2 separate regions of the Rattus norvegicus genome follow, and region 2 is linked to region 1. The links are chromatin contacts, called in public Hi-C maps. All regions are on one chromosome and are shown on one strand. The core of a region is the stretch at or near the end of the contact, and the rest is flanking DNA. Distances in the headings are between cores, read along the strand shown. Region 1 overlaps Me3 (malic enzyme 3). Region 2 overlaps Me3 (malic enzyme 3).

Region 1 (7,268 bases), core at 1,801-4,300:
GATGAATTTCTGCTTTCTGGTCTGTAAATTAGTGTTGTTTTAGTATCTACCTAAGAGAAGTTTTATGAGGAAACACAAGTGTTTACTTAGTTCCAGACAGGCAACTCATGATCAATTATGGGTGTTCCAATGATGACAGTGTAAATGAGGTCACCATCAAGCCAAGGTCTGTGCCCTTCCAGGAATCAACACACCAAAAGGAGTCAGTATGGAATTTTTACTCTCTTCCTTCCACCAGGTCACAGACCATCAGTTATAATCAATTTATCTAATTCTACAATCTCATATTACAGGCCGTAGCCTTCTCCAGGAGAAGTGTACTCACAGTGTGTTTGATCTTAGCCTTGATGTGTAGAAAATAAGAAAACTTTTACATTGTTTAAATTTTTGAAGTCCTTTTTTAGTACATTATCACTCTTTCTATTCATTATTTGAGAATTTCATATGTGTATATAATGCAGTTTAATTTTTTTTACCCAATAAATTTTGCTGTAATGGATAACTCCCAGTGTTTGTTTTATTGCTAGTATTATTACTGTTACTATAACAATGCAGTGTTACAAGGCCATTTCCACAAGTATACAATGTTCCTTGAGGATGCCCATCCCCAACTCCCTTCTTCCCTAGCTATAGCCCCTTCCCATTCATTTTGACTCTGCTCTTCACTTGAGAGCTGCAGGATCCAACCCCAGAGCTCTGTAGGCAGATGCACACTCCCACCTCTAGAGGGAGCCTACAGTGTGCTTGAGTCCATTGCTCTGACTTCCAAGAAAAGATGTTGACATCATTGAGAAATCCTCAGACAAACCCCCAGGTTCTTTCCCAAACTCCATTCATACACAGCCCAGACTGTTCAAATCCCATGAAAATTTAATTTTGCTAGAACTGGTTTTCACTGTAGAGTGGTCTTCAGCCACCATAGTGGCCCCTCCTGAGGATTTTTTCCTAAATTAAGCAAGTGGTACATAAGATGCAGAGATAAAGGCCTTGTCTCTTAGCCTCTGCTGCAGCTGAACTCCAAAGTTAGGCTCATTTGGAAATTAATATTTAATAAACACCTTCTGTGTTCTTTGCTTCTTACATTCTATACCATAAACATATTTAAGGAGTATACTACTTATGCTTCTACTGGACTCAGTTATGTCAGAATATGTTTCTGTACTCTAAATTACTGCCTACTGCCAAGTAGTTGGGAAACAACCAATAGGCACATGAGGCTTGCTAGCACAGGAGTTATGGTCTTACAAAGCCATTTCCACACTAGCGTATAATGCCCCTCCCCCACAATTCTCTTTCCTAGCTCTCTAGAGAATGACTCTAGAGCTTCATTCCCTTTCTGAAGGACACAGCAGATGAGAGCATTGCTACCAGGTTATCAAGTAGAGTAGAGACTTGGCCTGGAGCTGTTCTCAAAGTCAGACCAGGAACACACTGAGTTTACTACAAGATCAACTTTGTCTCAATAATGAAAAAAAATTATTTGTTAAAAATCACTGGGTTGGGGATTTAGCTCAGCGGTAGAGCGCTTGCCTAGCGAGCGCAAGGCCCTGGGTTCGGTCCCCAGCTCCGAAAAAAAGAAAAAAGAAAAAAAAAATCACTGACTTCAAAGTGTGGCCACTGGGACATGGCCTATGGTCCAGTACGTAATCCCATACCCATGCTCCTGTAAGCAACCTTAACCAAGCTCTGTACATGGCCCAGAAAAGACATAGAAGTGCAGGGGAACTTATTGGAAATAAGGGGTTCAGCAGAAGTATGAAGATTAGAAGAGGTAATGGGGTGGATATTAGCAAAATATATTATTTACATGCATGAAATCGTGAAAGAACAGATTTTTAAAAACACTAATTTTGTATCTCTGGACACAGTCTACTGGAAGCTAGAAAACCTTCTATCAAGAACATCATAGAAGGGAGTGGAGAGAACGCTCCACCTCTAACGATCTGCAAATCTCTCCTAAGCTCTTATTTCCTGGTTCAGTTTTTTCTAAAGATATTGATTTGGCTCTTTGTGGGTACATTTTTCCCCTCTAGAAAAACAAAAGAACTATGTCTCAACTCACTGGTCTGTAGACCATCCTGTGAGATCAGAAGGAAATGATTAATGGTGTGCATGGTGGGGGAGGGAAAGAAGATGAAGTCAGGAAAGGCTGCACAGAGTGTGTTGAGTGACAAGAAGAGTAAGCACTGGGCAGGGGGCAGCAAAGGTATGAGAACATAGAGGAGCTCAGGTCATAGAAGGCACCATGTGTGTCCCGGAATAACTTCCCTTGGAGCCATTCAAGTAATGGTAGGAGTAGAGGGTAATAAAGAAGAGTGATTTGCAAACTATTTAATGCTGAGAATGGCATGGCTCTGAACCAGTTGAATTGGAGGCCAGCCAATTCAGATCCCTGTGAAATGCCAGGCAACTATCAGGTCTGCCAGTAAGCCTGCGAAGTAATTTGTGGCCACATGATCCTAAGTGAAAAGAAGCACAATCACATTTGCAATTGAGATCATCCTTTGGGGGAGCTGGATTGCTAATGTCTTCATGGCTATGAATGTGTGAAGCTGATAGAATTTACTCAGCAAGTCACTTCAAAATGAAATGTTGTGCAGAGTCCCAAACCCAGCTATGGAAAGAAGTCTGGACTGCAGTCCAGGCTGATGATGGTGGAGCCAACAGCAGTAGCCATAGTAAAGCCCGTAAGGGGCCAAACTAAATCTCAAGCCTTTGACCTATGAAAAACCAAACTCTATCTCCTTTTATTGTCATTAGTGCCAGGGTGACTTTTAGTCAAAACCCAGCTTGGTGTTGACTGTCGAGTTTATATACCACAAACAGCAACTTACCTACTTATATATACATACTTTTGATGGAGACATATGAACTAAAAAGCAGTATGGCTGATCAAGGCAGGAAGGTAAACATCAGTTAATTTAAAGCAAGATTTTCCCAGGCAAACGGCCTCTAAGTCAAGTGAACGCCAAGCAAAGGCACCATGTCACCATACTGGAATTCCTCTACTCTTGAGATGCTGGGAGAGTCATCAGCACTGTGGATTAAGGTCACTTCCTAGTGTGCAATGAAGGGTTTGCCATTAGATCTGAAGGAGGACTAAACACTGAGCAGCATCTGGGGACCATTAGTCACTGAGTTGTCAGGGATGTTTGTTATCAGACTCCTGGAGCATAACGAGCCGCCTTTGTAGAGAGGAATGTGACAACCTCCTAAGCACCCCGAGACAGCTTCTAGGGACAGGCTACTGGCTATTCTTTAGGATGGCACTTGTATGTTTGGCTGTAAGTGGCCAAAGATGCCCTCATTCTTTTGTAGCGAGTTATTGCTGGCAAAGTTGACCCCACTTCAACAAGAGTCTTCTAAACCAGATCTTAAGATAGTCCCCTTACTCTAAGGCACACAGCATGTCAAAGGGGGTAAATGGTGTACTTGGACCCGGAAATGCAACTAGGAGCAACTGACCCACCCCTCAGGCTCCATGCCTGTGAAAGTAATCCTATTCTAACCTATGGCTGCTGTCATGGCCCCAAGGCATTAGGGAGCGATGGGTTAATGAACCGATCATTGCTGTGTACGGGCCACCTGACAATGTTGTTATTTCTCATTGGTTCAGACAGCACTAGGAGTGTGGAAAAGCAGAGTCTTCCCTCTGCAGCATAAGCTCCTGGGGGTTGCTATTGGAGAATGGGCTTCAAATGCTCTTAGAAATAACACAGAACTGGGGCAGGGGATGGGACGGAAGGAGGTAGGATCAGTCGATAAAATGCTTGATGTACAAGCATGAGGATCAGAGCTGGGACCCCAGAACCCACATAAAAGGCTGCCTGTAATCTCAGCATGCATTACAAGACAGGGTCCTCAAGGCAATCTAGCTGGCCAGACTCACCAAAAATGTGAACCCTGAGTTCAGCAAGGGACCCTATCAAACATAAGGAAGAGAGTAATCAAGGAAGATACCAGATGTCAATCTCTGGCCTCCACATGCATGCACATACACACACCAGGTGCCTGCAAGCACATACACATGTACAGAGAGGAAGAGGAGGACAAGGGTAAGGACAAGGAGGAAGAGGAGGAGAAGGATGATAATGATTAAGTAGGACTGAAAGACCATCAATCATTTAAGCAGCTGTGGGAGAGCCATGGGGCTGGTGGTGGTAGAAAAGGTAAAAATCTGTGAACAGAAGATCACTGAGAGAGAACTAACATCAGAAACTTGAAGACATTTATGTGGTCTTTGGATTCCTGCTGTCTGGGTTTGAACCCTAGCTTTTCCTCCTCCCTTTTCTTATCCATTCGATCTGTAAAATAGGTATACTGTTAAATAAATCTAACTTAAAAGTTTGTTACAAGTATTTAAAATAATATAGCTAAACAGAGCTGAAAATAGAAAGCATCAGTGAAAAGCAATCCTTCTTTGAAGGAAAACTGACTTCGTTGTAACAAAACAAGAAATGTAATATAACATGAAAATACAGACTGCCAGTTATCAGGGCTAGAAAGAACTCAGAAATGCCCTCATTCTTTTATACCGAGCTATTGCTGGCAAAGCTGACCCTACTTTAACAGGGATCTTCTATTCAATGTGTTAATTCTCTAGAATGTATTAAGTCTTCAGTATATTAATACTCTAGAATTAATATACGTAGTGTCTGAGTCCCAGAGAAGTTGGCTATAGTTACACGGCTATTGGTGATAAAGTGAGACCCCAGCAATAATCTTTGAAAACCAAAGCAATTCCTTTTCCTTGTCCTAAAAGATTTTCCAATACCAATCCATGGACATGAACTCATAGCACAAAAAACATATGACTCAGAAGCGTGTTTAGCCTCGTGTTTATGGTAGACCTTCATATGCATATACCCTTGTAGATAGCAGATGATGCACAATGGAATTCAGGCTCGCATATCAGTTCCTATCCATCAACAAATAGGTGGATAAACAGGCTAAATATCCATCAATAAATGAAAGAATAAACAATTTACATTGTACCTATACAATAGAATATTAATATACCATAATAAGAAATGGCATGCTGACACATGCTAAAACATGAACAAACCTAAACACATCATGTTGAATGAAAGAAGCTAGGCAAAAGGCTGTATATTGTAACAGTTCATTCCAGTGAAATATTCAAAATCCATAGACACAAAAAATAATTAGTGATCATTCAGAGTTGGAGTTTGCTTGGGGTTAAGGAAATAGGAGGAATAAGAAGTGATTGTCTTATGGGTAAAGTGTTTCTTTTTGGATAAAGTATTTTGGAATCTGATGGAGGTAATGATTGCACAGTTGTAAGTGCACTGTATGTTACCAAGCCATTAACTTTAAGGTGGTTCACTTTACATTAAAAACTACATAAAATACAATGAATTGCCTTGGCTTTAACTGTAGAAGCCAATACATAGTTAATTATATTTCTTAACTATTCATTACAATTCATTAAAAATATAGATGTTGATCAATTCAGAATATTTGTGTCAACTGTCTTCTAAACTTTCATTCTTTCTTTCTTCTTGGAATACATGTTGGTAGAATATGTGTATTTCCGTGTGCATGTTTGCATGTATGGGGGTACATGTATGTGCACAGGTGCATTTGGAAGGCCATGTTGATTCGGGTGCTTCTTCAACTGCCCTCTACTTTATTTGTTGAGGCAAGATAACTCCTAGAGCACAGATCTAGAGGAGTCCAGCTAATCAAGTTGGGATTCCCTGTCTCTGTCTCTTGAATGCTGGTATTACAGGCAGCTGCTTCACCTGCCCAGTTTTCACATGGGTTCTAGGGAGTCAAACACTTGTCCGCCTGCTTGTCTGGCAAGGGCTTTATCCACTGGGCCATCTTCTAAACCTGAAATTATCTGTACTTTCTGTTCCTAAGTTTCATGATCTGCCAAGTAGAAATAATAACACTTGCCTCATTCACTGTTGAGATTAAGTAATAGATATAAATAGAAATGTACCCATTTGTAATTGGATAAAGTTGTTTGCATTGATATTACCTTTTAACATGAGCACAGACATGTTGTCACTGGGCTAAATCCTTGGCTTCAGTGTACATAATTTATAAATCCCTACCATTGCACTCTTTTCAATTTAATTTTCCACCAAGGTGAGCTGTTGTAATAGCAGACCACATAAGTTTTATAGAAGAAATGTCTTTGCTCTTTCCTTGTTCTCAGAGGCAGCACTTGTGTAGCAAGGTATATTTTCTTGATCAAAGGCATTTCCCATATAGTCATTAAGTCCTCGGACCAAAAAAAAAAAAAAAACCATACAGTGTCTAAGGCTGTGCATGTTCCAGAAGTGGACGTCACAGAACAGAGCTGACAATAGATCTATTCTCTAGGACAATCAGTGCTTCCTCACTAACAATAAAATATGTGGTTGCCATTGTCTCTGCTTGCCATCACAGTCATTTAACTAGAAATAGTCACATGGTGCAGTCTGGATACACAGAACACTGGGAAACACATTGTATGATTACTTATTTTTTCCCTTTTTTTTCTTTTTTTTTTTTATTAACTTGAGTATTTCTTATATACATTTCGAGTGTTATTCCCTTTCCCGGTTTCCGGGCAAACATCCCCCTCCCCCCTCCCCTTCCTTATGGGTGTTCCCCTCCCCATCCTCCCCCCATTGCTGCCCTCCCCCAAACAATCTAGTTCACTGGGGGTTCAGTCTTAGCAGGACCCAGGGCTTCCCCTTACACTGGTGATCTTACTAGGATATTCATTGCTACCTATGAGGTCAGAGTCCAGGGTCAGTCCATGTATAGTCTTTAGATAGTGGCTTAGTCCCTGGAAGCTCTAGTTGCTTGGCATTGTTGTTCATAAGGGGTCTCGAGCCCCTTCAAGCTCTTCCAGTTCTTTCTCTGATTCCTTCAACGGGGGTCCTATTCTCAGTTCAGTGGTTTGCTGCTGGCATTCGCCTCTGTATTTGCTGTATTCTGGCTGTGTCTCTCAGGAGAGATCTACATCGGGCTCCTGTCTGCCTGCACTTCTTTGCTTCATCCATCTTGTCTAATTGGATGGCTGTATATGTATGGGCCACATGTGGGGCAGGCTCTGAATGGGTGTTCCTTCTGTGTCTGTTTTAATCTTTGCCTCTCTATTCCCTGCCAAGGGTATTCTTGTTCTCCTTTTAAAGAAGGAGTGAAGCATTCACATTTTGATCATCCGTCTTGAGTTTCATGTGTTCTAGGCATCTAGGGTAATTCAAGCATTTGGGCTAATAGCCACTTATCAATGAGTGCATACCATG
Region 2 (7,268 bases), core at 2,825-5,324, 120 kb after region 1:
AGTTCTATGCACCATTGTTAGTTATTAGCTACCTGAACTTGGAAATCTCTGACTCTAATTTTTTTATCTGTTCTAAGATGGAAATGAGTCCATCAGAAAAGCAGGGCCAGGGCTGGGAGGCTGGAAGCCTCAGTGGATAAAAAGCACTTACTTCTAACCGTGAAGACTTGCATTGAATTCCACACAAACCTATGCACATGCCTGTAACCAACCCCAATGGGGCTGATACGAGAGGATCACTCGGGTCTTCTGGCCTCCAAACTAGCTCTAGTTTCAGTAAGAGGCCCCATCTCAATGAAATAAGATACAGAGATCCAGTGTCCTCCTCTCATTTGTAAGCATACTGGCACCATGTGCTTATACCAGAGAGAGAGAGAGAGAGAGAGAGAGAGAGGGGGGGGGAGGGAGAGAGAGAGAGGGAGGGAGGGAGGGAGGGAGAGAGAGAGAGAGAGAGAATCTACACAGAAAATATTACATTGTGACTTATCAGATCAAAACATCAATGGTCATCAAAGTGGCTTTCCATAGCCATAATATCTTGCTCTTCAACTTTCCAAACACAAGGTGCATCCCTGAGCCCTTACCTAAGCTTAGCCACTGTGTGCTGATAACCAGAGACTCGGAGCATTTCAAAAGTCCATGTAGAACATTGTTTTCCTCCTTGTCACTTGCTCAACTGTCCTAGAGCTTTAAAACACCAAAGGAAGTCACATGTTGCTTTGGAGGTGCCCATATCTGAAGCTGGAGTAGAGCAGAGGCTTCTCAGCAGTGCTCCTATCTGACCCGGGAGTTCTCAGTGAGAGGTGCTGGCAATTGTTCCTGGAGGTCTGTTAGGCCCAAGAGAAACCTTGATGGATCCGCATATCTTGCTACTTAGCAAGTGAAGTTTGGTGAGCCAAGTCCACTGAAGCAAAGGTCCACGTCAGACGAAAAGGATGAGTTGGTGTGGAATGGTCTCGATCTTGAATAAAAGTCAACTACATTCTACAGACCACTGCTCACACCCAAAATGATGGCCAAATCTTCATGGAGTCAGTTAGGGGTAGACTAGAGAGAATATAAACTCACTTTCAGGTTTATCGCTGAATGTTTGTGACATACTAGGCACTGTTCCTGAGAACTATACATATTTAATCTATGAGATCTTAGTATCTGTGTCTTATAAATGAAGAAACTGAGGCACAAGGAAAATAAGTAACTTACTGAGCCAGAAAGTGTCCAATTGAAAATTTATCTCAGGTGTCTGGATTCTAAATTCCACATTCATAACCACTTGCCATACTGCTCCAGATATAAAATTACAAAGCCACATCCCTCTTTTCTTTGTGGTCCATGCTAAAGGGTAGCAGAAATATGGTAAATTATTTTAGAGGGAATATATTGTGAGTTTTCAAGGGATGATATAACATAGTTATAGCCTACTGCTAGAGAATTGAATTAAAACATAGGATTTCAGGATCTAGAAAGTGGATACCCAGAGAAGTAGAGATGCTGAAGAGAAAGCTCAGCTTCTCTTACTGTCTCTCCACCCACCCCACCCCCAACCTCCCTGAGGCCTGCACCTGCAAGAGGCATTGGTGGGCAATGCCAGCCTCATCCCAACAAGCCAGGTACCCTGCAGCTGCAGCAATACAGTCCAAAACGACTGGCTGGAGGAGGAAGAGCATTCTCTCAGTGCCTGCCACTCGCAGGCAACCTGTGCCTGTGGCCTTAGAGGAAGCACCTGCTGACTAGTCATGTTACACATACATGAGTCAGCAACAGGACAGCTGTCTTCTGAGTCCCCTGGGCTGCCAAGTGGAAAACAAGTCCATATGGGCAGCACACCAGGTGCACAGACTCCAGATGTACAGGCAGACAGACTCATGTGTGTGCATTGTTCATAAACACAGAGGAACACAGCAGACAGACCCCTGCTGCCCACCTACCTCTATCTCCCACAGACTGGTGCCATAATGCTCCCCCAAGGTGGAAAACTGACTCATTGTGCTAGCCATCCCTTTGTGAGAAACTTTGCACTCATTTGCTGAAACACATGGGTTGGGGAGCAAGGACCTCTTCTTCCCTGTTTTCTACTCATCCCTTCAGTTTGGTTGATTGGATTTTTAAACAGTCTCTTGTAGCCAAGACTGCTCTCAAACTCCTACTCCTCTTGCTTCTACTTCTCAAGTGCTGGAAGTACAGCTGAGTGTCACTATGTCCCACTATTTCCTATCACCTTGACATGAGGAATTCCTTTATCCTTCAAGGTTCAGTTGAATGGGTGGCCTGCCCATTGATCTGATTTGGTCTGATTTGGGTACCTATGCAGGAGCTTTCCTCAGTCTGTTCTTACATTGGTCCTTTCTAACCCAGTTCCTGTGGTATGGTGGTTATGAGTTCACCTCACATCAATTGGTTCTACATAACTATAATAACTGAGAACACAACTTAAGGAAGTCAAGATTTATTGTGCTTACTGCTTGAGAGGTTTCAGTCCATGATCAATCATTGTTCCTCACCTCTGGTTAGTCTGAGCATCATGGCAGAAGGTGGGGCAGAGCTAGTTGCCCAATGGCAACAGGAAATAATGAGAAAAGAGCAAAAGGGTCTCAGGACCAGATACATCCCGGAAATGTACTCCCCTGGCGACCATTTTCTCCAATCAAGCCCTACTTCCTAATTTTCACCATTTCTAGCATCACCCTAAAATTCTGAGTCCATCAATAAGCTCGTTGATGAATCAAGACTCTCTGGATCCAATCACCTCTCAATGATTGGATCTACCAACAAGGGCCAATATTTCAACATGTGAGCTTTTTTAAAGTGCATCATATCCAAGCCAGTGAACTCTAGATACTTCTGTTCCAGTCTCTGCCTCTCACTAAAAGATCAGCTTTTGGAGTCAGGAATCATGGCTTACTTGTTTTTGATCCCCAGTTCTCAACACAATGATGGGCATATTGTAGTAAGAGTAGATGCATGTTTGCATGTGCAAACATGCTCGCCATCCTACCTATCCCTGGAGAAAGTCCATGCTGGTCCCTGCCTTGCAGCCTCTCTTTTCTGATCATCATGCAAATTCACCACACATGTGCTCATACTAAGATGTTGGACACCTATACACATATGCATAATTGCATAGGAATGAACAAGTTTTTAATTAAATCAATTCATTTGTTTAAATTCATTGTTCTGGTACACACACACACACACATACACACACACACACACACACACACACACACACACACATGCATAAATGAGATAGAAATTTCCTAATTTTTTTCTCAGAAATTAAGACTACATCACGAATTTAGAACTCCTGAGAAGACTGGTAGTCAGAAAAAGAATGATGGAATCTCTCTAAGATCATCTCAGCCTTGAGTGAATCACAGCCCAGTATGTAGGTGATATAACTAATCAAAATGTGAGGAGGTTGTCATGGAGATCTACCCACATCTTCCTTCAAGGGAAGACATGTTGCCTTCACTGATGCAAACAGAGCCTCAGCTGCAGAAAATCCCTAACTCAGTCCTGTCCTGCTGAAGGCTACCCTCTCAGGGTAGGGATGTGTCCATTCATTCTACTCCTGTCCTGGACTGAGCTCCTGGTGGGGTTAGTTGAGGATTTGAGATCTATACTGAGCCTCAGTAGCCTTCTTTGCCTCTGTCCACACAACCACAAGCTTAGACAGGCATCATCCATCCCTGCAAAACATGGGAATAGTCTCAATCTGCCTGTGACCCATATACTGAAAGGACTGGAACAAAGTGGCCCCCATGGAAATTAAGCTAGAACCATTCTGCCTGCTTTCAGCATAAGTCCTGCCTTTTATGTCAGTGGAACAGAAAAAGATAGAACCCAAGTCCTCAAGAGCCCCCCAGGCTGAGCTTCCAATGCGCTCTACTGTGCATGAACGCCAAGCACCTTGTTTGTATCGTCTGAATCACAGACCCCATGGGACCCATGGGCTTGAAGTCTGGAGCCACAGCACAAAAAAGACTTCCTTTTGTTTGTCTCCTTTGTCCTCACCCCAGCTCTGGCTCACAAGAACCCTCAGCCCAGGCCAGGCTGGCTGGTTCTTGGTGAACAGGGCTGCCAACTCTGAGTCACCACTGGTGGCCTCTTCAGGAATTTTGGAATAGCAGAGGCTCAGGTGACTTTTGTTGTTTCAGCTGGGAACATCCCTGCTGCTGGGGGAGAAGAGAAAGACAGGAAAGGGGAAAGGCAGTGAGGACGGTCATGCTGCAGACAGACTAATTTTGACCTTGGGAAGGACAGCTTGCACGAAAGAAGTCAGGTACAGAATGCTGCTGACTGAGTGACCTTGGGCACTGTCCTCCACTGTAAGCTAATCATATAGTGTGACTGAGGAACAACAAACATCAACTCTAGGACACAGACCGGCCTTACCCTCTAGCCCTTTGAAGTCTTCGAGGACCCATGACCTGGAAGAATGCTTGTGTGCCAGGTCACCTCTTCACAATTTGTTTGGCTTTTTTGTTTGTTTTCAAGATAGGGTGTCACTGTGTAGCTCAGTCTATCTTGAGCTTGAGGTGATCTTTCTGCTCTCCCTGCCTTTCTACTGTTTGGGACCACAGAACTGCATGCCTCTAAGCCTGGTACCCTTTGGTGCTTTCAAGTTTCAGTGTATAAGCCAGAATAGTTAACAGACATCGGACTGAGATGCGTCTGTCTCTGAATCCTCACTTTTCTGCTCTGTGATTCTAGCCAGTGGTATATGTTCTAAAAGCACTCTTTACCCTTCCTCTGAAACGATTTAGCAGCCATGACTAAAGATCAGCAAGTATCAGATCAGCCTGTATGTTCCTCTCAAGCTAGCACTTACTACTATAGTTGAAATCTAAGCCATTTCACTGCTATCTTCAGAATTACCCATGTTGTGCTAATTCTGGGGTAGGTGTGGGGTAAGGTGTACAGGAATAGCCACTCAGCAGTTCTAGTCCATGGTCCCAGTACTAATATTCTTTAAAAGGTTTATTTATTTATTTTATGTATGTGAGTACACTGTTGCTGTCTTCAGACACACCAGAAGAGGCATTCGATCTCTATTACAGATGGTTGTGAGCCACCATGCAGTTGCTGGGAATTGAACTCGGGACCTCTGGAAGAGCAGTCAGTGCTCTTAACCACTGAGCCATCTCTCCAGCCCCTAATACTAATATTCTGAGTGCACAAGTATGGAGAGGAGGAAGGGGTATTGAGACCCAAGTAGAGTGTTCAGGAAAATGAAGAGAAGGTGTGAGCACAATGCTACTAAAGCCTGATGAAGAGGGAGACCTGGGCGCCATGCTTTTCTACACTTTTCTGAAGTGATCTGGCAGTGCCAGCCTGTCTTGCATTGTAGGGTTACTGTGCAGCCTTGGTTCTGAACATGCAACATGTTAACTTCGCACTCTATGTGCCATTCTAGCATGCAACACCATCTATGACTGCCTGAGCTTCCCGGGCTCAGGTTTGAGACTGCTGTTTGCTCCAAATTGTGTGGCCCTGCTGGCTTTGACTAATTTTTGATTATTGCACATTCAGAAGCTTTTTTGATAGTTGCTATGTTTTTCTCAACCTCTACTTCGATTACATGACTCTACATGGGGTTATAATTCCTGGTTTCATAAGCTGTGCTCTAGAGTACCCTGAGACTCTAGAAATGTTCCTTTATGACACAGAGCACTGCTGAAGTGGTCTCAGAGACCTTACAGGGTGTCAGGAAAGAGGGATCTGACTCTTCTGAAGTGATGCTGGCAGCTCCTAGAGAGCAATCCTAGTCTGTGGCTCTTTCTGCATTCAGTGCCTTTGATGGCCCCACTTCAGTCCTCAATGCATGCAAATGAATACACGAAGGCAGTGGGTGGCTGCTCTGGGAAGGGATTGCTGTGGATCATGACATAGAAGCCACTTAATTCTCAGAGACCCAGGGCTCCCCAGACACCTGAGCCAGACCTTGACCCAGCCCACCTCTTCCTGACTCTCTACCAATTATTGACACTGTCACCAATTCCTCCTAAAATCTGTTTAGCAGATCAACTGCTTTGACTTGGTCAGATGTGACTATTAAAAGGAAAATTTTCAGCTTGTCCTTTTGTGCTGTTTCCTAAATGTGCTGTCTCAAGTATTCTGTTTGCAGGAAGTATAATCATGGAACATTCCCACTGAATAAGAACGTTTGTTTATCTTTCATCACGAATGGGAACAACCGGTTCGCATCGTTTGTGGGCACAAGCCATGTTCTCCCACAGTCCTAGGCTCTCAGACTTCTCAGGGTGGTTACCTCCAAACATCTAAGCAATTTTCCTCCTCTCCAGTTTTAAAATTCCAGGCACACAGTCCAAGAATTAACCTACCACCACCCCACCCAACAATGGAAGTTAATGGTGGAGACAGTAACTTGATTTGCCAAGTTCCTGTTTTATAATTTGGAATCTAAGAACTACTGCTTTCTCTCTTGGGTTCTGATGTAGAATTAAGAGAGTTTGCCGTGCCTCCCTATCCCCACCCCACAGTGAATCCTTAAGAGTAGGATCCAGAAAGGTGACCATGAAGAAAAGCAGCTGAAGAGACAGCACTGGATGTATATATCCTGAAGGAAAATTCAGGAGTTCCCCCAAGGAGTGATGTGTAGCAGTGCCAAATACTGCAGAGAGGTTAAAGGACAGGAAGCTGAGAACTGACCAGTGAACTTGACAAGGGGAGATGCTCAGTGACTTCGACAAGAGGTGAGCTGACCACTTATGTCCACTGAGAAGAAAATAAATGGAGGCTGTGATCACATGCAGCCCCTTGAGGAGCTTGACTATAAAAGGCAGTACAGACCAGGCTTGGGACTGCAAGAGCGAGGCTCTTTTTTTCTTAGTAGAAGTTTTACAGTGTGTTTACGCACTGGTGGGGAGGAATTCAGAGAGGGAGACTCTGAGGATGAAGAACAAGGAGAGAATTGGAGAAAAAAATCTCATGGGTCAGTGAGAATGCAGTGCAGAAGGTAGCTTTGCCTAGGAGCAGAAAGAACCTCCATGGACTCTGCAGGGGTGACAAAGGCTGTGGAAAGAGGCAGAGGGTCTGGAGACTTGCTGAGAAGACTCACAGCTTCTGGGGAACTGTTGCACTCTTCTTTATACATCCAAGTGGAGAACCTGGGTAGCCATGCTATTCTGCATCTCATGACTGCTTCTTATTTCCTTTGAGTCTCATTTTCCTAGAAAAAAACTAAAAACCTCAATAGAGGGATCACTGAAATACTGACTCTGTGGAGTTCTTAATGGAGATTTAAA

What was found. Hi-C and Micro-C count contacts between places; a contact is called where the count stands out from the background.
Region 2: a contact with region 1 is called in a Hi-C map of psoas muscle, with 2.4 times the contacts expected there. The contact joins two enhancer-like sites. A contact is called at or near these places in 4 of 12 Hi-C or Micro-C datasets (kidney, liver and psoas muscle).

What each region holds. Positions count from the first base shown.
Region 1 is chr1:153,000,896-153,008,163 of GRCr8, forward strand. All of the region lies in intron 2 of Me3 (malic enzyme 3), which reads left to right. Among named protein-coding and RNA genes, the nearest start is that of Me3, 58 kb to the left of the region's middle. Within about 2 kb of position 3,051, at least 6 of the 93 cell types and tissues checked have an H3K27ac peak or open chromatin away from gene starts, as enhancers often do.
Region 2 is chr1:153,120,942-153,128,209 of GRCr8, forward strand. All of the region lies in intron 8 of Me3 (malic enzyme 3), which reads left to right. Among named protein-coding and RNA genes, the nearest start is that of Ccdc81, 79 kb to the right of the region's middle. Within about 2 kb of position 4,075, at least 30 of the 93 cell types and tissues checked have an H3K27ac peak or open chromatin away from gene starts, as enhancers often do.